Regions from separate parts of the Zea mays genome. Here region 2 is linked to region 1. Evidence: chromatin contacts called from public Hi-C data. All regions are on one chromosome and are shown on one strand. The core of a region is the stretch at or near the end of the contact, and the rest is flanking DNA. Distances in the headings are between cores, read along the strand shown. Region 1 holds the start of LOC100217267 (heat shock protein DnaJ). Region 2 holds the start of LOC103644262 (Bowman-Birk type trypsin inhibitor).

Evidence for each region. Hi-C and Micro-C count contacts between places; a contact is called where the count stands out from the background.
Region 2: a Hi-C map of ear shows a contact between it and region 1, with 1.8 times the contacts expected there. The contact joins the promoter of LOC103644262 here to the promoter of LOC100217267 in region 1. A contact is called at or near these places in 2 of 25 Hi-C or Micro-C datasets (ear and tassel).

The regions. Positions count from the first base shown.
Region 1 is chr1:300,798,801-300,803,662 of Zm-B73-REFERENCE-NAM-5.0, forward strand. LOC100217267 (heat shock protein DnaJ) reads left to right here and starts at 2,506. Exons shown (of 4, transcript NM_001143619.2): 1 at 2,506-2,885; 2 at 3,015-3,177; 3 at 3,390-3,484; 4 at 3,627-4,692. The coding sequence starts at 2,553. The coding sequence ends at 3,842. It overlaps LOC100279983 (Fes1A), which reads left to right. Exons shown (of 6, transcript NM_001152931.2): 3 at 617-667; 4 at 767-988; 5 at 1,092-1,194; 6 at 1,535-2,211. The coding sequence ends at 2,045.
Region 2 is chr1:300,993,289-300,998,150 of Zm-B73-REFERENCE-NAM-5.0, forward strand. LOC103644262 (Bowman-Birk type trypsin inhibitor) reads right to left here and starts at 2,045. Exons shown (of 2, transcript XM_008667468.4): 1 at 1,651-2,045; 2 at 857-1,558. The coding sequence starts at 1,753. The coding sequence ends at 1,278.

The sequences.
Region 1 (4,862 bases), core at 1,256-3,755:
GCATTCCAATGCTTCCTTAGTTGATTTTATTTTCTCTACGAAAATGGCTTGGCCCATTTCCGAATCATTGACCTTTATTGTTTATATGTTTAGTAATCGGTGAAGATCCTCACACTTCTAGTCTAACTAGGTTCTTTACTGCTTATATGTTTAGTAATCGGTGAAGGTTCTCACACTTCTAATCTGACTAGGAACATGAGAGTATTTAACACAGCAGCAGGATGCACACAACTTTTAGTATGTGCAGCACGGTGTGGTAGCAAGATGTGGAAACACAATAAACAAAGAAACAATGTGATTGTAGGGCTCTAGGGCTCTAGGCTGTTAATTGATCTGCCAAATGATTTCCGTAACGCTCAAAGCTAACAGCGGATGCCCTAAGTACTATTATATTTCTTTGGCAAAAGAAATTCATAGTTGATGGTCATGGTCATATAAGGAATTCATGATTGATGGTGTTTATGTGCTTTCGCTTGCCTGCTAAATGACGTCTCCAATCTTATTTGGTCGTGTATCCTCTTTGGAGATTGACTTTATGGGCATTGGTATTTATCATCCTTGTTATTTAGTTCTTGGTGTTGGATCCGGAATAAAAAATTACTTACTCTATTTTCAGATATGTTGGATGAGCTACAGGAGCATGTTGAATCCATTGACATGGCAAATGGTAAGATACATAGTTGTAATCATCATTCTCTTGTAAATGCTTGTCCTAGTGGTTATTGTGCAAGTCCCAACTCCTAATGTGTATACATTATTCAAATAGATCTACATTCTATTGGTGGGCTGGATCCTCTACTTGGTTACTTGAAAAATTCAAATGCTGGCATCCGAGCAAAGGCAGCAGAAGTTGTTAGTACAATTGTGCAGAATAATCCCAAGAGTCAGCAACTTGTCATGGAATCCAATGGGCTAGAGCCACTGTTGACGAACTTCAAATCAGATCCAAGTACAAATGCACGCACAAAAGCTTTAGGAGCCATATCTTGTAAGTATCACTCAGCATACAAACTTCTGATTGAATGTGCAGTTAAGTTTTACTGTATTTTATGTTGGCCACGCTAACAAAACTTCGTACAATTCGTTTGCAGCTCTAATTCGTCATAACCAGCCTGGAGTTTCCGCATTTCGATTGGGAAATGGCTATGCTGGATTGAAGGATGCTCTTGGTTCCGATGATGCCAGACTCCAAAGGTATGTCATGGTAACAGTACACCCAGCATTCTGCTAGACATGTTGTACCATCGGGTTATTTTTCTTAAAATGGTGTTAAGACAGTAGAAATGGGATATAACAGGGGCACAGTTCACATCACTACCAAAATTATCCCTGGAGTCCTAAATGACCAGCCACATACTAATAGAAGCAATATTAAAATTCCTTTTTAATAGTAGTGTTGGTCTTGTGGTAGTCTATATTTTGCTGAACTTCAATGCCGGATTCCGATTTGTATTAGATGATTTTATTTTTCTGCAGTTGAAATCTGTTTTTCCCCTGCAATGTGAATCAACATAGTTCTGTTGTTTTGATGCAGGAAAGCTCTCAATCTCATACAATACTTGCTGCACAACTACAAGGCAGACAGGAGTGTTGCCACAGAGCTTGGTCTTCCGAAGCTGATGATGCACCTTGTGTCCAGCGATGATTCCTTAGTGCGTGAAGCTGCTCTAGGCGGCCTCCTTGAGTTGGCGCGGGACAAGACATCTGGTAACGCGCTACCTGACCAAGAAAAGCTGAAAGACATGCTCAAGAGCCGAATAGAAGGGATCAGCGCAATGGACACTGACGATCTCCACGCTGCTCGCGAGGAGCGGCAGCTGGTGGATTCACTCTGGAAGGAGTGCTACAACGAACCTTCGTCTCTCAGGGAGAAGGGCCTCGTCGTGCTTCCGGGAGAGGATGCTCCCCAACAGCCGCCACCAGACGTTGCAGGGAAGATGTTTGAGCCACCGCTTCGTGCGTGGGCGGCTGCAAGACCTGCTCAGGAAGATGACTCTGACTCTGGCAGCGGAAAGAAGGCTCCGCCATTGCTGCTTAAGTTTTGACGGCCTTCTTATGCCGATACTAGTTCTTAGGCTCCACCATGGGTGTTGAAAGCTGAAAGATCAGATCTGATGGATGCCTGACCTTCTTCGAACCTCAGTTGTGGTTCTTGTAATTTGCACCGCATTTCTGTTCTGAGTATGTTTTTATGAGAAGACTGGGAAGATGACAGACAGATACTGTATCACGTGATGCTCGTAAATTAACACTACATGCGAATTCTCTTGCTCGATTGCTCATTTTCTGATGCTTCCATGATTGCTGATATATCTTAATCCGATCCGATAGTTATAATTTCACGGGTCTAGTTCTAGAGATGCTGAAGAGCTTGCGCCTGCTTGCAGGCATATGTTACTTTCAGCTTGAAGGATGGCCGTCCGATTCTCGCGTTCGATCTGGACGGTGGGTGATTTTGCCTACTCCCGTCCGTCGATGATTCGTCGCGAGCCATTCAGAAGGCAGCAAATCTAGCTATCTCCTCTGCCTCCTGCTGGCGGTCCTGCTGCGCCATGGCGCTACAGCTGCGGGCCGCCGCTCTCTGTCCGCCCCTGCCACTCACCGCCTTCCATGGCCGCCTCGTTGCACCTTGGCCTCCGCCTCCCTTGGTCAGCATAGCTGTCGCCGCCGCCTCCAGCCCGGGTCCCTCCGCGCCCCTCTCCTGCCGCGGCCCGGCGCCTCGCTGGCGACGTTCGAGCGTGAGGGCGCGCACCGGGGCCGGCGGCGGCGGGCAGAGGGAGTCCCCATACGAGGTGCTCGGCGTGTCGCCGTCGGCGGCGCCCAACGAGATCAAGCGCGCGTACCGCCGCCTCGCGCTCAAGTACCACCCGGACGTGAACAAGGAGGTGCGTGTGGCGACCGAACCCTGCTGATTGCTCGCGCTTTTGAAATGATCTCTACCGGATTTATTGGAACGCTGGGGATTGAGATGGCTCTGCTCACCGCCAGCCTCGTGGATTTTGTTGCCAATGCAGCCCAATGCTCAGGAGAAGTTTCTGCGGATCAAGCACGCTTACAACACTCTGATGAACTCAGAGTCACGATCCAAGTACGCGAGCAGCAGTTCGGATTCGTCCTGGTCCTCCAGCTCCCGGGAGAGCAAATCAGCTGCTGCAGAAGAGCCGTTCTATGGATTTGGTACTGAATTCTCTCCCCGCTGTCAGTAAAAACTAGATCGTTGATGTGACCAAAGGGGTCGAGTGAGGTTCCATTGTTCTACTGGGAAAGAAAAATTGAGACCTTAGTGCTTGTCTTGTGGAGCTATAAGGCTCTTTTGTTCCAGTTCACCAAAATGTCTTCACCCCTACTGCGAATCTGAGATCATAATAATGGTCGTGCTTTTTTTGCAGCGGACTTCCTTAAAGATTTGCAAACAGAATTTCAGAACTGGGAAGCTGGGTTGAATTCGGATCAGAAACCTAAAAGCCTTTGGGAAGAGTTGGCAGTAAGTTCTCTTTATTCAACTCTATGTCGATTATTGTAAGTTTGTGTCACATGTATAGCTGCATAGACAAGGCCAGGCCAGCTACTAGTTATATTTGCGGAGAATGTCATGCTAAACCCTGCACCGTGTTCTGCTCCATCAGGCAATTGGCGAGGAATTTGTAGAGTTTCTGGAGAATGAGTTGAAGATTGATGACTCGAGACCAGAGGACGTCACTGGAGATGACCCATACACCCAGTTTGGACAGCAGGCAAAAAGCGCTAAGGATGACAAGACGTCGACGAACAGCTTTGATGATGGTCTTTCTGAAATAGAGGCCGCTCTTGAGAATCTGAAGAAGGAACTCGGACTGGGCTAAACCGTTGATGTGGCAACTAGAGGTGTTGCTGCTGCTACTGACTTAGTTCCTTGTTCATACAAAGGTATTCCTTGTATTGTATGTAACGGTTGGTGATAATGATTAGCAGTTGTGATCTATCACATTCGTTTCTGTTTTGACTTTTCTAGATACAAGATCTGGCATATACCTAGATGGCTAGCAAAAGCTAAGTGCCAGAAAGCCAAAACGGCCTATAATTTGGGATGGAGAGGATTATCAATAGCTCAAGAGCTTCTTTCTGAATTCTAATTGTTCAGCGTGTTCGGAAAGAAAAAGGGACAAATGTTTGATCGCCTTTAGAATTTTGTGGGTAGAGGCGTTCTGATTTTGTGTGATGGGGGGGTACAAAAGAAAAAAGTTTTGCACCGATAGCACTGTTGGGGACCTTCGGCGTCCGAAGGTCCTCAAAAACTGGATTTAACAGTATTTCTGTAGTACAATGTGTGAACAGGTACCCTCAAACTAAAGTCGGCATTGCAGCAGACCGGAATAATACGAAGCTTGATTCAGAGCCGAAGGTGCTGAGCAGGAAAGCTTCGGCGTAACAGCAAAGAGTGGAACCGACTTAAAGATGAAAAGGCTATCCAGACCCCGATAGATTACTATAGAGTTATTATCAAATGTAAAGGGCATGAATGTAATTTTGTAAGGGCTGTGTCCCTTGTCTATAAATAGGTGAACAGTATCCCCGTACTGTTCACGCTGACTTGGCATTCGTTTTTTGCGCCAAGCTTGTACTGTTATTCCCTTCCGATTGAAGGTACACTTGTAATTCGACAATGTTTCTGTTTATGCCCTATCATAATATATGATTGCTTATATTGTCTTTAATATTCTTTATATTTCATTCCTCGCTATTACTTAATGAATGTATGAAGGTATGTCCTTCATAACCTTCGTCCGCAAGTCATTACATCCTAAGGGAAATAATGCTTCGGGGACGAAGGACTTTAACGATTAACATTTTCTATGTTGCCTTGTTCTTAACTCATAGCATTT
Region 2 (4,862 bases), core at 795-3,294, 190 kb after region 1:
GTCTTAGGAGCTGTTCATTTGAGAGAAACAATCCGGCCAGGAACCATCAAACAGAGCTTAGGGGGTGTTTGGGAGTGAAGTTTTTTCACAGTTTTGGAAGAATACCGCAGTATTCTCAAATACTGCAGTATTATATACAGAATGTTGTTTGGCAAGGTGGCTAAAATCTCTGTTTTCAAAACTGAAGTATTGCAAATACTATAGTTGTTTTAAGGTATTCTAAACTTAGGTCTGGACCTCAGTTTCCAAAATTGTGGTATTGTAAACTACGGTATTGTCAACTACGGTATTGTCATGACTAAAGTATACTGTAGTATTTTAAAAACTGTGGTTTTCAAAAACTTTATTCCCAAACAGGGCCTTAATCGGATGGAGTACCTGTATCGACGAAATACATGTTCAGAAACCTTCACGTTAGAGAGATATGCAAGCGGTTCAGAGGTTGAGTTTCTTGTTGGGAATTGGGATGGGATATTCCTTCTTCCCTGCGTGCCTCTGCAACTTGAGATACGGCGCACAATTGCCGCATATCCGCGTGGGAAATGCGCATCTGCGCCGCGTGTAGGGTCGCTGCTGGAGCCTCCACATCCACTCCACTTCCTGACCGCTTTGCCTGTGCTTGTCAAGCTTGTCGGCCGCCTCGGGTCAGTGAGAGCAAAGCAACCTTCGTGTCCCGCGGTAGATGAACCTGCCTCTCAGCCAGCCTCGTCCTCGTCCTGCCGCCGGATTAGCGTCCAGGTGCATCATCTTCAGCCATGAATAGGCACGACCGTCTCTGCTCCCCTCCCAAAATATCCAGACAACAACATGATGAGCATAAGCCGCGGCGTGTTCCCTGTCGAAAGCTCAAAGCTCATGCTGTGAACGGCAAGCAAGAAAAGCAAGCGTCTTTTCCCCAGTCTCGGCGATTCACCGTGCTCGTCTCCTCACAGACGAGAAGAGTCAACCATACAGCGCAGAGCAGTGTGAAGTCGGATTAAAAACAAAAGAAAACAGAAGAACAAGAAAAAGGACAACACAACACACCACACCACACCACAGACGGACAGGACAGCGTCCAAGGTTGGTTTGGTCGGTTGTTCGCTCATCAGATTACACATCCCTCGTCTCTCACAGCCTCTCTTTCCACGCAACAACAACAAAAAAAAACCTAATCCACAGCTGGCTCAGAGTTCAGACGACACGATTCGCCGGCGGTGGGGTGGGCGAAAGGCTGGAGCGGTTGGTGGTGGGTGGGTGGGTCAAGACTCAAGAGCAAGCAGAAACCAGTCGCCTGGTCACCGCGCGGCGGCGGCGGGCGCGGTGCAGCGGCGCAGGCAGAAGTCGGGGACGCGGTCCATGCACTGGTACACCGGCGGGTCGGCGCTGAGGCTGGACTTGACGCAGTCCCTGCAGGCCGGGTGGCACCCGCGGGGCGCCGCGTCCAGGCACCGGCACAGCCGTGGCTCCGACCTGGTGCAGCCGCCGCAGCTGTCGCAGCACGGCCACGCGCGCGCCGCCGCCTTCCCCCGGCTCGCCAGCTCCCCTCCTCCTCCTCCTCCTGATGCTGCTCCCTGCCCTGAAACCGCAGACCGATTCGGAACCCCGTGAGCCAGCCAGACTGAATAACCGAAAGGACAAATCTTGAACTAGTTAAGCTTTCCTACATACCTCTGCTTTGAACGTGGGAGTGGTGGTGGTGGTGCCTGTTGCTGGATCGCGCGAGCACGGTGAGAAGGGCGATCGTGAGGAAGAACAGCGCTTGGCTCCTCATTTCCGACCGTCTCTGGGAGAATTTGGTCGCGACCGGTGAGCCTCCTCTCCTCTTGCTGCGGTTGTTGTTTGTTCTTGGTTGGACTGGAGCTGCTTGTCTATCTCTTGCTTGCTTTGCTTGCTGCTGTACGCGGCTAATAGAAGGAGAAGCCTTCTTTATAGAAATAGAAACCGTCCACAGGCGGGCCCCCCCACGCGACGCGCCCACTGATAAGCGAGCAAGTGGTGGCAGGCAGATAATAAACAGCCAACTTGGAGAAGAAACCCTCTGGTAGGATATAATTGGGAAATGCTACGCAATGACTATCTTTTTGTTTTCTAGTTTGGCAAATGCTACGCGAGGGTAGCTAAAAATATGATAACTCGAGGGAGCTACGCGCAAAAGAGGGTGACCGGTGAATGGCAGTTGATAAGTCCGAGCGTGGTGGCTGTTTCACATGCGGAAATGAGTCACCCAAGATAAGATCGAGAGCGCCACTGTGGTGGCCCCACGCCGACATGTCCATCCAGCCCTCGTCCGGATGTCCTGCGCCGGCGGCCACACCCTTCTCACACGGTACTGTACAATATTTTTTAAAAACTATTGCTGTAGCAGTAGTTCCTAGTATAATTTTTCGTTTTTTTTTAATCTATGTGCCCCTTGTATAATTTTACCACCTCTCCGTCCAACTCCTTTTCGGTGTCAGCGTATCTGCACTGCACGTCTTCACGCACGGGGACGGGCTGCTGGCCTAGAGTTGCACAGGGGAATGAAAGGCCCCATGGACTCGTGGTTTGGGCCGAGAACCGGGTTCCTTCTCTTTCACTGGAAAGTGGCCACGATTGTCGTTAACCACTCGGAATTCCTAACTAGTTTTACCCAGCCCAGCAAGGCCCGCCATACTCGTAGAACATTCCAAATTTTTTTTTGTCAGCCTCGCCGTCACTCCTCTGATTTTGATGATTATGACGTGAGAGTAGGAATTGCAAACTCCACATTCGACTTTTACTACTCTCAGGAGTGAACTCCACCGGAACAAGCTTTAGAGGACAGTGCCTTTATGTCGTGACTAATCTGGTCGGAAGGCCCTATACCTGCTTCTCTGATACTATTGAGCAACTCCAATAATTCTCTAAAAAAGAGTTTGCTAAAGCCGTGTTTAGCAAGTTGCTAAATAGTAATTGGGAGTAAAAAATAACTTAATCTCTAATGATTGTTCATATTTAGGTCGAATCTGGTTGAGAGCAAAGGAAATCGAAGGTGGAGGGGAAAAAGTCGGTCGACATGATCTATGAAGGAGCGGTGGTCCGATGACGCAACCTATCAGCTGTGGGACAACATTGGTCCAATGATGGAGGAGAAGCTTGTGTTACGCACGTTGAACCTAGTTACCTCGCTATATGCAGGAAAGTGAAAAAAATAGCACGCCATACCTGGCTACTTCACTGTGTGGAAAAGGGGGAAATGAGCGCGCGAATGTGAAGAAATTGACGTCAACTGCGTTTAGAGAGTTCCTATCGAGTTGCCAAATGTGGAGAGCAAATAGAGTTAGATAGCAAGTAATTAAATTTAGCAAATATATTCGAAAAACTATTGGAGAAGTATTTTTCTGTTCACTTCTCAAATTTAAGATTTATAGAGTTGTTTAGAGAACTATTAAAGTTGCTCTAGTGTTTGGTTTCGGAGTATGGTGATATGGAGTCGCTCCACTCCTAATTTGTTGTTGTTTGGATCGGTTCCATATAGAACAGAGTGGCTCTGAAAAGAGAAAACTATGCTCAAATATTGAATCACACGGCTTCCCAAATTCTTCCGTATGGAGCTGCAGCACCGCTCTCTGGCAGATTGAGGCTTCCACTATGTCGATGTTGGTTACAACGATGCCACGGTTGTTTACAATCTTCTCGACAGCACTCCGATGGAGTAACACCTTCATTTGCTCAAGATCTTGCTCATTCTAACTTGCAGTAGCACTCCTCTACTCTCTCTCTTGGCTTATAACTGTGCCAATACACAAATTAGAAAGAAATACACAAGAAAGGAAGACAGAATTGATTTGCAACGTGTCTACAAATTGGTGCTGCACTGGGAGCCTTTTCACTTGATTATGGACGCATAGGCGTCCTCTTATAGCCCCCAAAGAGCCCCTAGTCGTTGCCCTTTCCGTGCAAAAAGATGCCAAAATTGGGCTAACTGCGGGCGCACCGAACCAGTTCGTGTGCCCCTAGTTCGGGATCTGATTGACACTTTCCTTCCTAAAACAGCTAGCCATTGGTGCACCGGACCTGTAGCAGGTTCAGTGCGCCACGGACTAAGTCCTATAGCAGGTCTAGTGCACCACGGACCAAGTACTATAGAGGCTATGTAGATGGTTCGGTGTACATGACCAATATTGTAGCAGGTCCGATGATTTTTAGCCAAAAAAACCTGAAACCAGCCACTTCACTCTTGGCGCACGGACCTAATACTGTAGCAGGTCCGGTGCACATAGACATGCTACAGTGAGTCCTTTTTCTCCATTTCTTCTCCAATCAATCTCAACTCTTGGGAGAACTTTTATATGACTTATACACACATAATTAGAGCATAATCCAATCGACTAAGTCCTAGAGAGTTACATTTTTCCCATTCTTTTTTCAATTTTTCTGTTTCTCGTCAAACAGAATTCGAAATGGCACTTTCTCTACAAGCTGAGTTAGAGAGTAAACCAAAGAACCAAACATGTAGTAAAAGGTGTATGTAATATAGTTGAACACTCAAACCTTGCATACTTAATCTTTTTCATTGTTTTACCCATTTTAGCTTGTTTGAGGTTCATGTTGGACTCCAAACAATCAAGTCAAGTTGACTTGATCTAGTTTGTCATCTATGAGCTCCAACACCCTGCATTGGTTACATAAAACATATCCAAACACATGAACAACTCAAACTAAAGGTCAAAGTGAACTTAACTCTTTTGGGTTGCTTATAGGTTATAACTTTGACACAACTTCTTCTAGTGACCTTGTTCACTCCTTGAGCTTGATCTTGAGCTTTATGACTTACACCACATAACCATAGGTATTACCCTATTGATTATAAGTCACGTCCATAAAAACATTTTCAGATTTTTTGGAATTCCGGTAGCCGT